Regions from separate parts of the Sus scrofa genome. Here all the other regions are linked to region 1. The links are chromatin contacts, called in public HiChIP or PLAC-seq maps. All regions are on one chromosome and are shown on one strand. Each heading gives the region's core, a stretch centred on a gene start, on an enhancer-like site or on the middle of the called end of the contact. The rest is flanking DNA. Distances are from core to core; before and after follow the strand shown.

Region 1 (4,012 bases), core at 486-2,985:
AGCCTTTCTAGCACCTCCCCACCCCCCGCCAAAAAAAAACAGAAAGCTGCTTTCATCACAATGATCAAACTCAGAATTTGAAAAATAAACACAAAACAGCCCTCGCTCTGAACTGCCTTCCCATGCTGCCTCCACCTAAAGCTAAGAAGTGGCTCATCAGGAAGCCAGAGCCTCGGGCCCTCAGGGGGTTCAAGATGTGATCTCCCATGGATGGGTCACAGAACCACAGGGTATCTGGGCGCCAAAGGCCAGGAACCAGGTTGGGGAGGTCTTTCATGTTCTCTGATGCCGATTTTAGACCCTCCTGCCCCAACCATTTACTGAGCAGCAGATATGCTGGATAGTGGGGTGACAGCAGGATCAAGAGCTGACGACCTACTGTACAACTAGACGAACAAATGAAAACTGGGGAGGGCAAGTTGGAGGACCACAGACAAGATGCCTATACATGGCAGAAGCTGAGCCCGAGGGACCTCTGAGGACAGAGAGTAATGGGGTCAGTGGGAGTGGCCAGCAAGGTCCACAGGCAAGCAGGACACCAGGAAGAAGCTCAGACAGCCCCCAGGGGCTCATACCGTGATGTCGTGGTACAGCGACTTGCCGTACAGCCGCTTATACTCCGCCCGGATGTCCAGGAGGTCAATCTCGCTGCGAGACACCATGATGCGGATCAGGGTCCGGTCCTTGGTTCCTGCTCCCTAAAGAGAGTTGCCCAAGGGTGTGAGCAACGGGCCTCCACACTGATCACTTCCCCACCTTCCCTGGGCCCTGGTCCCCTCCCTGCCCATGGGCCCTCTGTCCTCTTGGCTGAAAGGTGGCTCTCCTCCTGCATCCTTCCCTGAGCAAGGTCCCAGTCACAGGTGGCACCCAGATGCTGCACATGGGGGTTACCTACCCTCATGGCCTTGTTGAGCCTTTCAGCAAAGAAGGCTGGAGTATTCTTAAGACATTTCACTAGAAGAGAGAAACACAGTGTTACTCTATCTGCAGAAAATGGGGGGCGGGGGGGAGGGAGCACAGTCACAGAGCACAGAGCAATCTCCTGAGGAGGCCAGACGTCAAACACAGCACTGCATCTATCTTTCTCCCTCTGTCCCCTCCACCCCCATCTCCCCCAAGCTCAGTTATCCCATGATCCTGGCTCTAGCTCTTTGGAATAGAAACATGCAGAGCTCTTGACACCAACCCAGCCCCGTTCCTGGTAGTCAATGTGATGAAAGGAACTATGTAGGGAAGGAACGGGGAGGGTGATGAGGAACCATGATGCTTCTCACGTGGGAGGGGGCAGACTGGAGATGGCGTGGTCCTTATGGAGAAGGATGGCCAAGTGGAATGAATGTCTCCCTGGGGCTCTCAGGCCACCTCCCAATGGGGATGCAGGAAAATCTGTGCTATCCAGAAAGCTCCAAGAAAAGCAAAGTGAAAGATGGGCCGTGATGTTACCAAGTGGGTCTAAAGAGGAGCCAACCTCATGGGTATGTGGGTGGGCCTGGAGCCCATCAGGCGCTGCCCTCCTCTAGAGGACATGACACAGTCCTGCACTGCAGGAAGCACACCAGCGTCTCAGGAGCTATGCCAGCTTTCCTTGGCAAGGGCCTATTTTGCTATCACAAGTAAAAAAAAAAAAAAACCTTCCACGTGTTTCCATCACAAACATCTGACAAGTGCCTGCAGGGATGTATTTTTAGAGGAAACTTGGCAGGATATGAGTCAGCTCCCTCTGGGAGCGCACTAGTGCCCACACTGCAGCTCCTCCCCCAGAGCCTCGCTTGACACATAAACAAGACACCTCCCTGGGACAGGGAGGCTGGGGCTACAACAAAGCATTGATCCAGGAAGCAGCCTGATTTCCTGTCACTTAGCTGGATTTAGCAATCCTGGATCCTTCCACTATCCTCTTCCTCAACCAGAGGGTGGGTGAGCACCCTGAAAACTTACAACACACGCCAGCCTCTTGCAGGCAGGCCAGAGACACCTACCCACGGCCAGCATGCCCTCCTCCAGGTCCCCAGACATCTCCCGGCAGATGCTCTTCTCAATGTCACGACCTGTCATTCTCTGATACTCGTTGAAAACTAGTGGAAAGACAGAGAGTCATGTTATGGACTGAATTCTATTCTCCCCACCACAGATTCCTATGTTCAAGTCCTAATCCCGAGGACTTCAGAATCTAACTGTACTTGGAGATAAAGTCTTTAAAGAGGCCATAACATTAGAATGAGGCCCTTTGAGTGGGCCCAAATCCAATGTGAGTGGTTTCTTTATAACAAAAGGAGATTTGGGGAGTTCCCTGGTGGTCTAGTGATTAGGATTCACTGCTTTCACTGCCGTGGCCTGGGAACTGAGCCCTATGTCAAGCTGCTGCACATCACAGCCAAAAAAAGAAGTTCTCGTTGTAGCTCAGTGGAAACGGATCCAACTAGGAACCATGAGGTTGCAGGTTTGATCTCTGGCTTCGCTGGGTGGGTTAAGGATCCAGCGTTGCTGTGAGCTGTGGTAGGTCACAGACTCGGCTCAGATCTGGTGCTGCTGTGGCTGTGGCATAAGCCGGCAGCTGTAGCTCCAATTAGACCCCTAGCCTGGGAACCCCCATATGCCTCAGGTATGGCCCTCAAAAGACAAAAACAAACAAACAAACAAAAGAGTGAGAGAGAGATTTGGATACACAAGGAAACACCAAGGTTGCAAACACAAAAATGCTCATGTATAGACACAGCAAAGAGGGCGGCCTCAGGAGAAACCAACCCTACTGAAACCTTGATCTTGGACTTCTAGCCTTCGGAACTGTGAGAAGATAAGCTTTTGCTGTTTAAGCCCCTCAGCCTGTGATACTTTATTATGGCAGCTGACTTGTACGGGAGAGGCAGTGAGCAGGCCTCTGTCCCTTCTGGAACCACCTCTCCTACTCTGCTCCATGGCACCCTGGGTGGCCCTACTGACCACACCTGCCCAGCTCTCAGGTCTGCCGGTTCTTCATCCCAAGGTGAGTACACTCCCCCTGCCCCCCAGGCCTGCTCATGCAGTCCCCTGACTAGCCCTGCCCTCACCACTGCTCACCCACTGCACCGTTAGTAACCCCCTGTCCAGGAGCCCAACTCTGACACTCTCTGCCCAGATCCTAGGCACTTCCAGTCCCAGCCCTTCTCGGTCACTCTACATACCAGTCTTTCTCAATCTGACCGTGAGCTTGCGCTGGGATGGACCGAGCACCCTTGGGAAGTGGCTGTGGGTCCCAAGAGGCAGATGGCACCAAAGAGACAGATTCTAACTTGAGCTCTGTCCCTGGATATAAATCCCCTCTTCTTCTCCAGCCAGGGTCTCAGTTTCTATCCATGTTTTCCAAACTGTTGTCATTTGCATATCAGTATCCTGATTTCTGCTGTATCTGCATCCATCTTCATTACTTACCATTTTCTACAGATCAGCGCCTCTCTTCTAATAATGTTTGTGAAACCAAGGGTTTGATGTGCTATACATATATTCTATATTCATTACAATAAATAATGATTAAGATGAACATATGTTCACCCATGCTCCATTACAGTAAAGTGTAGAAGTTAAAAAGCGTGCTGTGGAGGCAGTCAGCCTGGGTTCAAAGCCCAGCTCCTGGCACGTTACCAGCTGGGTGGCTAAGCTGCCAACTGCCCTGTGGCTACTTCCTCATATGTAAATAGGAGAATAGCACCTACTTGCATGTATTAAAGGCTTAGCACAGGCACAGAGCAGCTGCTGGCGTTCTCACCACCCACGTTGCTAGGTGTGGTCACCATTCTCCATCCACACCTGCCCTCACATGTTCACTGCTGACACTGCCGGCCTCACCTTTGTCTGGGATGTCCCTTTGTCTCCTGCAACGGCCAGGACCCTGTCCTCAGACCATTGGTCTGCCTCCCAACTCCCTCCCAAGGGAACTTCTTGTGGCCCCAGCGCCTCAGACTCCATTGACCCACTCACAGCTCCCAAACTTCCATCTCTAGCCCAAACCTCTTCTGACCACTGGACTCATACACCC
Region 2 (3,912 bases), core at 1,132-3,631, 42 kb after region 1:
TCAGTAATCGATCTTGGCCTTCTAGGTACAGCAATCCAGGATGAGCCCTATCTACCATCCTAGTCCTGACTACAGAAAGGAATCCAAGGGGACTCCTACTTGGTTGCTCGGCCAGTTCCTATGCTCACCTCTCAGTCTGAACTTGCTTGTATCTCACTCTCCCCACTTTTTTTTTTTTTTGGCTTATCTAATTTCAGCTTCCAAGGTATAATACTTTAACAACTCACTTCCCTGGCCTGCTTCTTTCACTTAACTAACATCCCCTAAGGACCTAAATTAGGCAAGGTCTCTCCTGGATGCTGTGAGACCAGAGACAAGAGGATGGGGTAGAGATAAGACTATACAATTACTACTGCAGGGTGAATATTGAGAAATAGGGCCAAAGGAGCAGAAGAGGAGAGCTGCGTGGGCTCACAGTGTGTTCTGCCCCTTCCTGCTAGGAGCAGGCACCTGGATGGTCCCTAGGAGGGTGGTGAATAATGGGCAGAAATGGGGGAAGGAGGGTAGAACAGCATGAGCTAAGACAGAAGAGGTCAGAAGGAGCAATTCAACTGTTAGACCTTCAGCTGCATAGAGGGAGTGGTAGCTATTATTACTATATTACTATTGTTGACTCTTACAGATGATTACTTATGTGCCAGGCTCCACTGCAAGCTTTATGTCTAATCTGGGTGACATCCACCTGGGACACACAGGTATGGTGCACCAGTCACCACCTGTTCAGATCAATGCCTGAGCTATATGGTTGTTAAAAATATTAAATCATTTTAATCCTCACAATGGCCTTGTAGGTAGGTATTATTACCCCCACTTTAAGGAAACCAAGGCACAGAGACTAACGAGAGGTGAGACTCAGGAGGGATGCAGGAGGTAGTAAGCACCCCACGCCAGGGCAACAAACTGCCCTGGCGCTTCACCTGGCCTGGCCTATCTTGTTAGGAACACCTTGTAGCATGGAGAGTGCCTTGAGGGAAGGGGCCCTGTTAATCCTACTGGAATCCCCAACAGCTGACTGAAACAAGGAAGGAACAAAGGAGCATAATGAGAGCCAGTTAGGAGTGAGCAAGATAATACAGCCCACCTGTCCAGCTCCTGGACTCAGCCTGGCACTGCCTGAAAGCTTTGTTCCTGCTGTGTGGGCAGGGCAGAGGCTCACCCCACCCAGCGCCACTCCATGCCCAGGTTAAAGCAGCAGAGAGCAAAGTGAAGAAGGCACGGAGGGTAGGCAGAGTGGCTGGCTACCACAGACACCCTGGGTCTGTCCTAAAACACCCAGCCTCTAAAGAAAGGTCACACTGACTAGAGGGGGCAGGGACAGAAATGTGCCAGGCAGACTGTTCTCAGCTTGGGCTCAAACTGGCTGACTTAGCTTCTCCTCTTCAAAGTCTCAAGCTGATGAATTTCATAACCCTCATTTATGCCAACAGACGCGTATTTACCTTTTTAAAACTTCAGGAGGCTGGGTTGAGCCCAAAGGGAGTTAAAGTCAAGAATCCCTCCCTGAAACTTCAGCTCAAGGTTGGAGATGGAGGAAAGACAGATAGAGAAGGTAAACACACAGGTCAGCAGAGCACCTGAGATGGATCCGGCGTTCTCTCAAAACGCCTTACAAATCAATTCCAACACTAGCAGCTCCCAGGTATTTCCGTCTTCCGGAGGAAAGGTGCTTAAGACAGCGTCCTCCACTAGCTCTCCTCAGGACAAGCCTTTCCCGGAAGGGTACACACACTCTAGAGAATTCAGCGGGGTCAGAGGGGCCATGGCCACCGTCCATGCCCACACCAGCCAGTCGCCTTCTTGTCACGGGTTCACCCGGTCCCAAGCCGGCCCAAATTCGGCTTGAACCCCTGACACCGGCACAGCAGCACAATCACGTGGCCCACCCACCCGACAAGGAAGGCAACCCCCCGCCCCCTCGCCGTCGACGCAGCCGGTCGGGACCAGCCCGACACCCGCCCCTTTCCCTCCCCCCCCCCAAACGCTGTGCAACCAGGAAGCGACGGGGCCGCGATGGGAAGGGGCGCGGGACAGTTGGGGGCCTTCCGGTAGAGGCCGCAGCGCCTGGCCAACGCCCCGTCCCGTGCCCTCGGCAGTCAAAGAACCCTCACTCACCTGGCCACTGGCCACCGGGGTAGGGGAGGCCGCGACGGTCGAACAGGAACACGGGCAGCAGCGACTTTCTCCACGGGCGTCCCGGAGTAGCACCTCGGATTGGCCTCGAGTTCTGTCCCACTACCGCTCTTTGGGCTTTCGGGGTTCTCGGGGCTCTCGGGACCCGCGGGCTCCGCAGCCGTCAGGGCGGGGCGGGAGGAGGAGCCTGCGAGGCGGAAAACTCCTAGGGCTCGGGGTCCTAATCCGCCCGGGGCGGAGCCGCGTGCGCCAGGGGAGGGGCGGGAGGAGGCGGTGCCGAGGGGCGTGGTCTGCCCCCAGCTCCCGCCCCCAGGTGAGAAGACGTTCGGGGTCAGCTGGCTGTAAGCTGCCTCTGCGAGGAAGGAAGCTACAGGCCTTCCGCCGCTGCGGGAGGAGTACTCAGCGGTCGCCCAGAGGTCGACATGATGCTGTTTCTCTCCACGCCTCTTGAGGTCCGTCCTGCCCTGCGTCTCACTCTCGAGGAGCGGATTCCCCAAGCCCCCTCCAGCCCAGAGTACCTTCCTTAGTGACTCTTTTAAAGTAAAGAACACAACAGTATGGAAATTGGAGTGGGAGAGTAGCTTTGTAGAGGAGAAACCGCGACCAACTACTAAAGCCAGACAATCAAGGTCAGCATCAAGAATGATAAATCAATAGTGATGGTATGAACCTATCGTGGTCTTCCTGCCAAGAATACATAATCCCATGTTAATCATGAGAAAAACATGAGACAAATCCCAGTTCTGGGATACTTTACGAAATACTGGACCAGTACTACTTAAAATTGTCAAGGTCATCAAAACCAGGGAAAAGTCTGAGACACACATGGTCACAGGCAGGAGTAAGCCTGAGGAGATTATGAAAACTAAATGTAATATGGTATCCTGGATGGGATCCTGGAAAAAGGACATTAGATTTAAATACTAAGAAAATCTGAGTGAAGTTAATAATACTGCATCAGTATTGACTCGCTCATTGTAGCAAAACACCAAGCCAACAGAAAATGTTAATAGAAAAAAAAAGGTGTTTATGAGAACCTTCTATTTGAAATTTTTCTGTAGATTTAAAACAATTCTAAATTTATTTTTAAAAAGGGTCATGCACGCATGCGATTTGTGAATATTTTTATTTTTATTTAACAAATGTTTATAATATATATTACATAAACATTTAAATATTTTTAAAAACCTGAGATTCACTCTTCACTCCCCCAGCCCAACTTAGGCGTGCCTTTCCTATATCACATAGATATACTTTTTACAAAACGGTGTTGCTGTATTTTTCTGCGACGTGCTTTTTAACTCAATATCTTGGAGGTCCTTTTCATGGAAGCGCAGCTAGATCAACCTGGTTCTTATTTAATCAGTACACAACATGCGCGATCTCGCGTGTAGCCATTGTTTAATACTTAGCTCCTTAGGAAGGTAGTTGCTTTTGGGGGGCTGTTAAAAAAAAAAAAAAAAAAAAAAAAAAAAAGAGCTGCTGGTCCGATTTACATTGTAATAGTGCTAGGAGTGGGGCTGGGCTGGGCGGGGCGGCAGGGTACCAGGCTGGGGGTGGGTGTTGGGCGCAAGGCGCGCACTCTTGCAGGATTCAATCAAGCCCTGCTACCCTGGGGATCCAGGCAACACCCCCACCTCCCCCAAGGCGTGGCCCTTTTTCGCGGCTGGACTGCATTTTTTGGAGATGATTGGTCGGATAAGGGTGAAATTCTGGCCAAAGGCTCGGAGGAAACAGAGTGGAGGGTCAGAGACACAAGGAGACTCTCCCCGGGTTATATTT
Region 3 (3,545 bases), core at 415-2,914, 62 kb after region 1:
GAACAGAAGAGTCTGGAGAAAGGAAAAGTCCCACTTTTGTCCCATTATACCTGAAATTGGCAGGTTAGGAGTCTGAAAAGCTCTGTGCTGCCATCTGCTGATCATTTTCCACACAGCAGCATGAAAAGAGAAATCATTTTACAAGGCTCTTGTTTCCACTTACTTAAGACTTGGAGGAAGGAAGTGCCATTCACTGAGCCCCTACTGTTTAGAAAGGAGAGTCTTCCAGGGTGGTATGACTGTGGACATGAATTATCCTTGGATGCTCCCTGTAAAGCATCCTTCTTTAAGGTATGGTTTGCAGAGAGCCAGGGTTGCATCTCAATGATTGTGTTCTTCAAGAACATGCTGCCGCTGCTGTGAACTTCAGTTTTTCTTGGCAGGTGGAACCACAAAGACTCATAGGGCAGGCCTGAAAAGATGAAGAGGTTTGTGACAGGTGGGTACTGAGAAGGAGAAGAGGGCATCCTAGGATGTCGGTTTCAAAAGACGTCCTTGGAAAGCCTGCCCTGTGTCTCCTTCTCTGGTCCTCTTGTGTGTGCAGATGAGACCTGGGCTCCAGACCTCTAAGTAGCTGTCCTCCTCTGACATCTGCTCAGGGGCGGTGACAAAGCAATTGGAAAGACTTCTTAAAGGAAGAAGGAAAGCAACACCTGAATAGTCAGTCCTTTTGGGGAGTCCCTGTTATCCTTCTGCCATTGTGTCCCAAACTGTAGCTTCTGGAGATGCTTGGTCATCAAAATAGAAGAAGTGTGGATGCTTCAAAGGGAGAAGTTAACAGTGGGCATCGGAGGCAAGGTCAGAAGAATTCAGAAAATGGAAAAGAAACCCCACTTTCCTTGCCTTATACCTCCAACTAGCAAGTTAGGAGTTGGAAAGGCTCCGTGCTGCCATCTGCTGGTCATTTCCTGCATTGCCGCATCAAAAAGAGAAACAGCTTTACAATGCTCTTGCTTACTTACCTAAGAGCCTCCAGGAAGAAAATGATACTTGCTGAGCACATGCTGTTGGAAAAGGACTGTCTTCCAGGGTGGTCTGAATGTGGACGTGAATTACCCTTGGATGCTCCCCATAAAGAAGGCACGGATTGCAGAGAGCCAGGGCTGCTTCTCAGTGTCTGCGTTCTTCAAGCACATCCTTCCGCTGCTCTGAACTTCAGTTTTCTCGAGCACGCGAATGAACAAAGACTTGTACGAAGGGCCTTCAGAGATGAAGCCGTTTGTATCAGGTGGGCACTGAGAAGAAGAGGGCTTCCTAGGATGACGGTTTCAAAAGACGCCCTAGAAAGCCTGCCCTATGTCTCCTTCTCTGGTCCCCTCGTGTGTGCAGATGAGAACTGGGCTCCAGATCCCTAAGTAGCTGTCCTCCTCTGACATCTGCTCAGGGCCGGGGACAGAGGAACTGGAGAGACCATTTAAAGAAAAATGAAACCAACACCTGCCTATGTAGTCTCCCCCAACTTTAAGAAAGAGGAAACCTGGGATTCCCATGGAAGTACTCTAGTAGACGTGGCAGCTCCTGCGGCAGAAGAGTACCTGCGGTGCTTCGCATGAAGGCACTGAAAGCAGAGTTTGGCGAATGGAAAAGAAAACCTAACTTTTCTCCCCTTTACACATGCAATTGGGATGTTAGCAGCCAGGAAACTTCAGTGCTGCCACCTCCTGGTCATGTTCTGTGTAGCAGCATCAAAATAGAAGGGGCACCGCGCACTAGTTTAAACTCACCTCAGGGCCTGGAAGAAGGGAAGGTCTGAAGGCAGACATGAGTGAGCCTGGGATGCCGCCTACAAAGAGGACACGGACTCCAGACAGCCAGGGGTGCTTCTCAACGTCTGTGTTCTCGAAGAACACGCGTTCTTCTCACTTGACACAGTGCCATGGAGGGCCAACTGGGTTGGAAAGAGTCCTTGTTCACATGGTCATTCAGGAACTCAGGTTTTTTCCAACCTGATGCTTTGTTCTCTCCTAGGACATGGTCCTCATCTGCAGGGTCCACCGAGGGCCAAAGGCACCTCTGTGTCCTGGTTCTGAACAGGATATACATCACGGCAGAGCAGACACCCAGTCTCTGTAGTTCCACACCCAGGGATGGCACACTTTATTGACCTCACACACACCTGGTCACTGGTCACTTAGTCACACAGCCATAACAAGAGGCAAGGGAACATGGAAGATGGCGAATCCAGCTGAGCCACCCTGTGCCCAAGTACAGGTGCAGCGCTCTGCTGTTCCACGAAGAGGCGTCTTTTCCTTGCCTGTTGGACAGGTTCCCATATATCCATTTCTTCCCCAGCTTCCAAACTCTTGTCTCCATGGCTGTCTCCTGCCCCAGGCTCTTGATCCTTGGGTCGCATAAGCTGTCTAAGCCTTTACTAGATCATTCCCAGCATCTTTAGGGACGGAGAGGCAAGAACCCATTGGTTCAAGCTGCCCCTCTGGTCTGCAAGCTTTCAGTTCTATCTGGAGGAGTTCCCTGGTGGCTCAGTGTGTTAAGGATGTTGTCACTCGGTGGTTCAGGTCGCTACTGTGGCACAGGGTTGATCCCCGGCCCAGGGACTTTTGCATGCCATGGGCGCAGCCCCACAATTAGGTCTTCAAATACTTCTTCAGGTTATTTCCATTCCTATTATATCTTGGGCATCGTTCCCCTCAACTTGTTGCTCTTCATTTCTCTTCCATAGCAATAACTTTCTCTCTCACCTCCTAAACTGTTTGTTCCTTCCTAAACAGTGCCATCTGCAGCAACATGGATGGACCCAGAGGTTCTCATACCAGGTCAAATACCATATGATATCACTTATTGGTGGAATCCTAGTATGACACAAGTGAAGTAATTTCCAACAACAAAAGAGGCTCAAGGCTCAGGGAAGAGACTTGTGGTTGCACAGGGGGAGGTAGGGATGGATTGGGAGTTTGGGATTAGCAGATGCAGACTCTTAAGATAGAGACTGGATAAGCAATAAGATTCTCCTACATGGCACAGGGAACTATATACAATATCTTGAGATAACCATAGTTCACAAAAATATAAAAAAGATTGCAATATACCTAAAACAGCATCGCTTTGCCGTATAGCAGAAATCATAGTTGTAATTCAAGTATACTTCAATAGTAATGAAAGAAACGGAAGTGTCCTATGAAGAATATTATGTTCTGCTAGCAGAGTAACTAGAGGGTATAAACAGCTGAGGACGAGGCCCCACGGAAGGAGAAACTTGGAAGGGGGCGCCCCTCCCCAGCCTGGGGTCAGATCTTGTTGCAAAAGGGGTCATGGCCACACCCTGGAGGAAGAGAAATCAGCTGGTGCCTGGGCCAGAGCTGGTCTGCAGCTGCTGGACAGGCAGGAAGGGCACCCGGGAGCCACAGCCTGGTGGGTGGGGATGTGAGCCTGGTGACAGAGTCAGGTGGCATGTGGGCAGGGGACATGAACGCACAGTGTCTGTGTGGGGAAGGGCATGGGGACGTGATGGCCGGGCCACGCAGGTCTGTGGGGTCTCTGGGGGGCCTGCTGGGCACGGGGCCAAGGCAGGGCACCCCAGGAGCCCC

What was found. HiChIP or PLAC-seq counts read pairs in DNA pulled down with a chosen protein or histone mark.
Region 2: a contact with region 1 is called in an H3K27ac HiChIP or PLAC-seq map of skeletal muscle. The contact joins the promoter of ANXA11 here to the enhancer-like site in region 1. A contact is called at or near these places in 2 of 5 promoter capture datasets (fetal skeletal muscle and skeletal muscle), 15 of 47 Hi-C or Micro-C datasets (adipose tissue, alveolar macrophages, blood and 10 more) and 2 of 2 datasets of contacts at active chromatin or transcription factors (alveolar macrophages and skeletal muscle).
Region 3: an H3K27ac HiChIP or PLAC-seq map of alveolar macrophages shows a contact between it and region 1, with 7 times the contacts expected there. The contact joins two enhancer-like sites. A contact is called at or near these places in 19 of 47 Hi-C or Micro-C datasets (adipose tissue, blood, embryonic fibroblasts and 8 more) and 2 of 2 datasets of contacts at active chromatin or transcription factors (alveolar macrophages and skeletal muscle).

What each region holds. Positions count from the first base shown.
Region 1 is chr14:81,874,549-81,878,560 of Sscrofa11.1, reverse strand. ANXA11 (annexin A11) reads right to left here. Exons shown (of 15, transcript XM_001924178.6): 12 at 1,980-2,075; 13 at 896-954; 14 at 576-698. Among named protein-coding and RNA genes, the nearest start is that of PLAC9, 25 kb to the left of the region's middle. Within about 2 kb of position 1,735, at least 35 of the 83 cell types and tissues checked have an H3K27ac peak or open chromatin away from gene starts, as enhancers often do. A contact at or near this core is called in adipose tissue, alveolar macrophages, embryonic fibroblasts and 4 more, where this site is marked.
Region 2 is chr14:81,833,674-81,837,585 of Sscrofa11.1, reverse strand. It overlaps ANXA11 (annexin A11), which reads right to left and starts at 2,381. Exons shown (of 15, transcript XM_001924178.6): 1 at 2,113-2,381.
Region 3 is chr14:81,812,595-81,816,139 of Sscrofa11.1, reverse strand. No RefSeq gene overlaps it. Among named protein-coding and RNA genes, the nearest start is that of ANXA11, 21 kb to the left of the region's middle. Within about 2 kb of position 1,664, at least 7 of the 83 cell types and tissues checked have an H3K27ac peak or open chromatin away from gene starts, as enhancers often do. A contact at or near this core is called in alveolar macrophages, where this site is marked.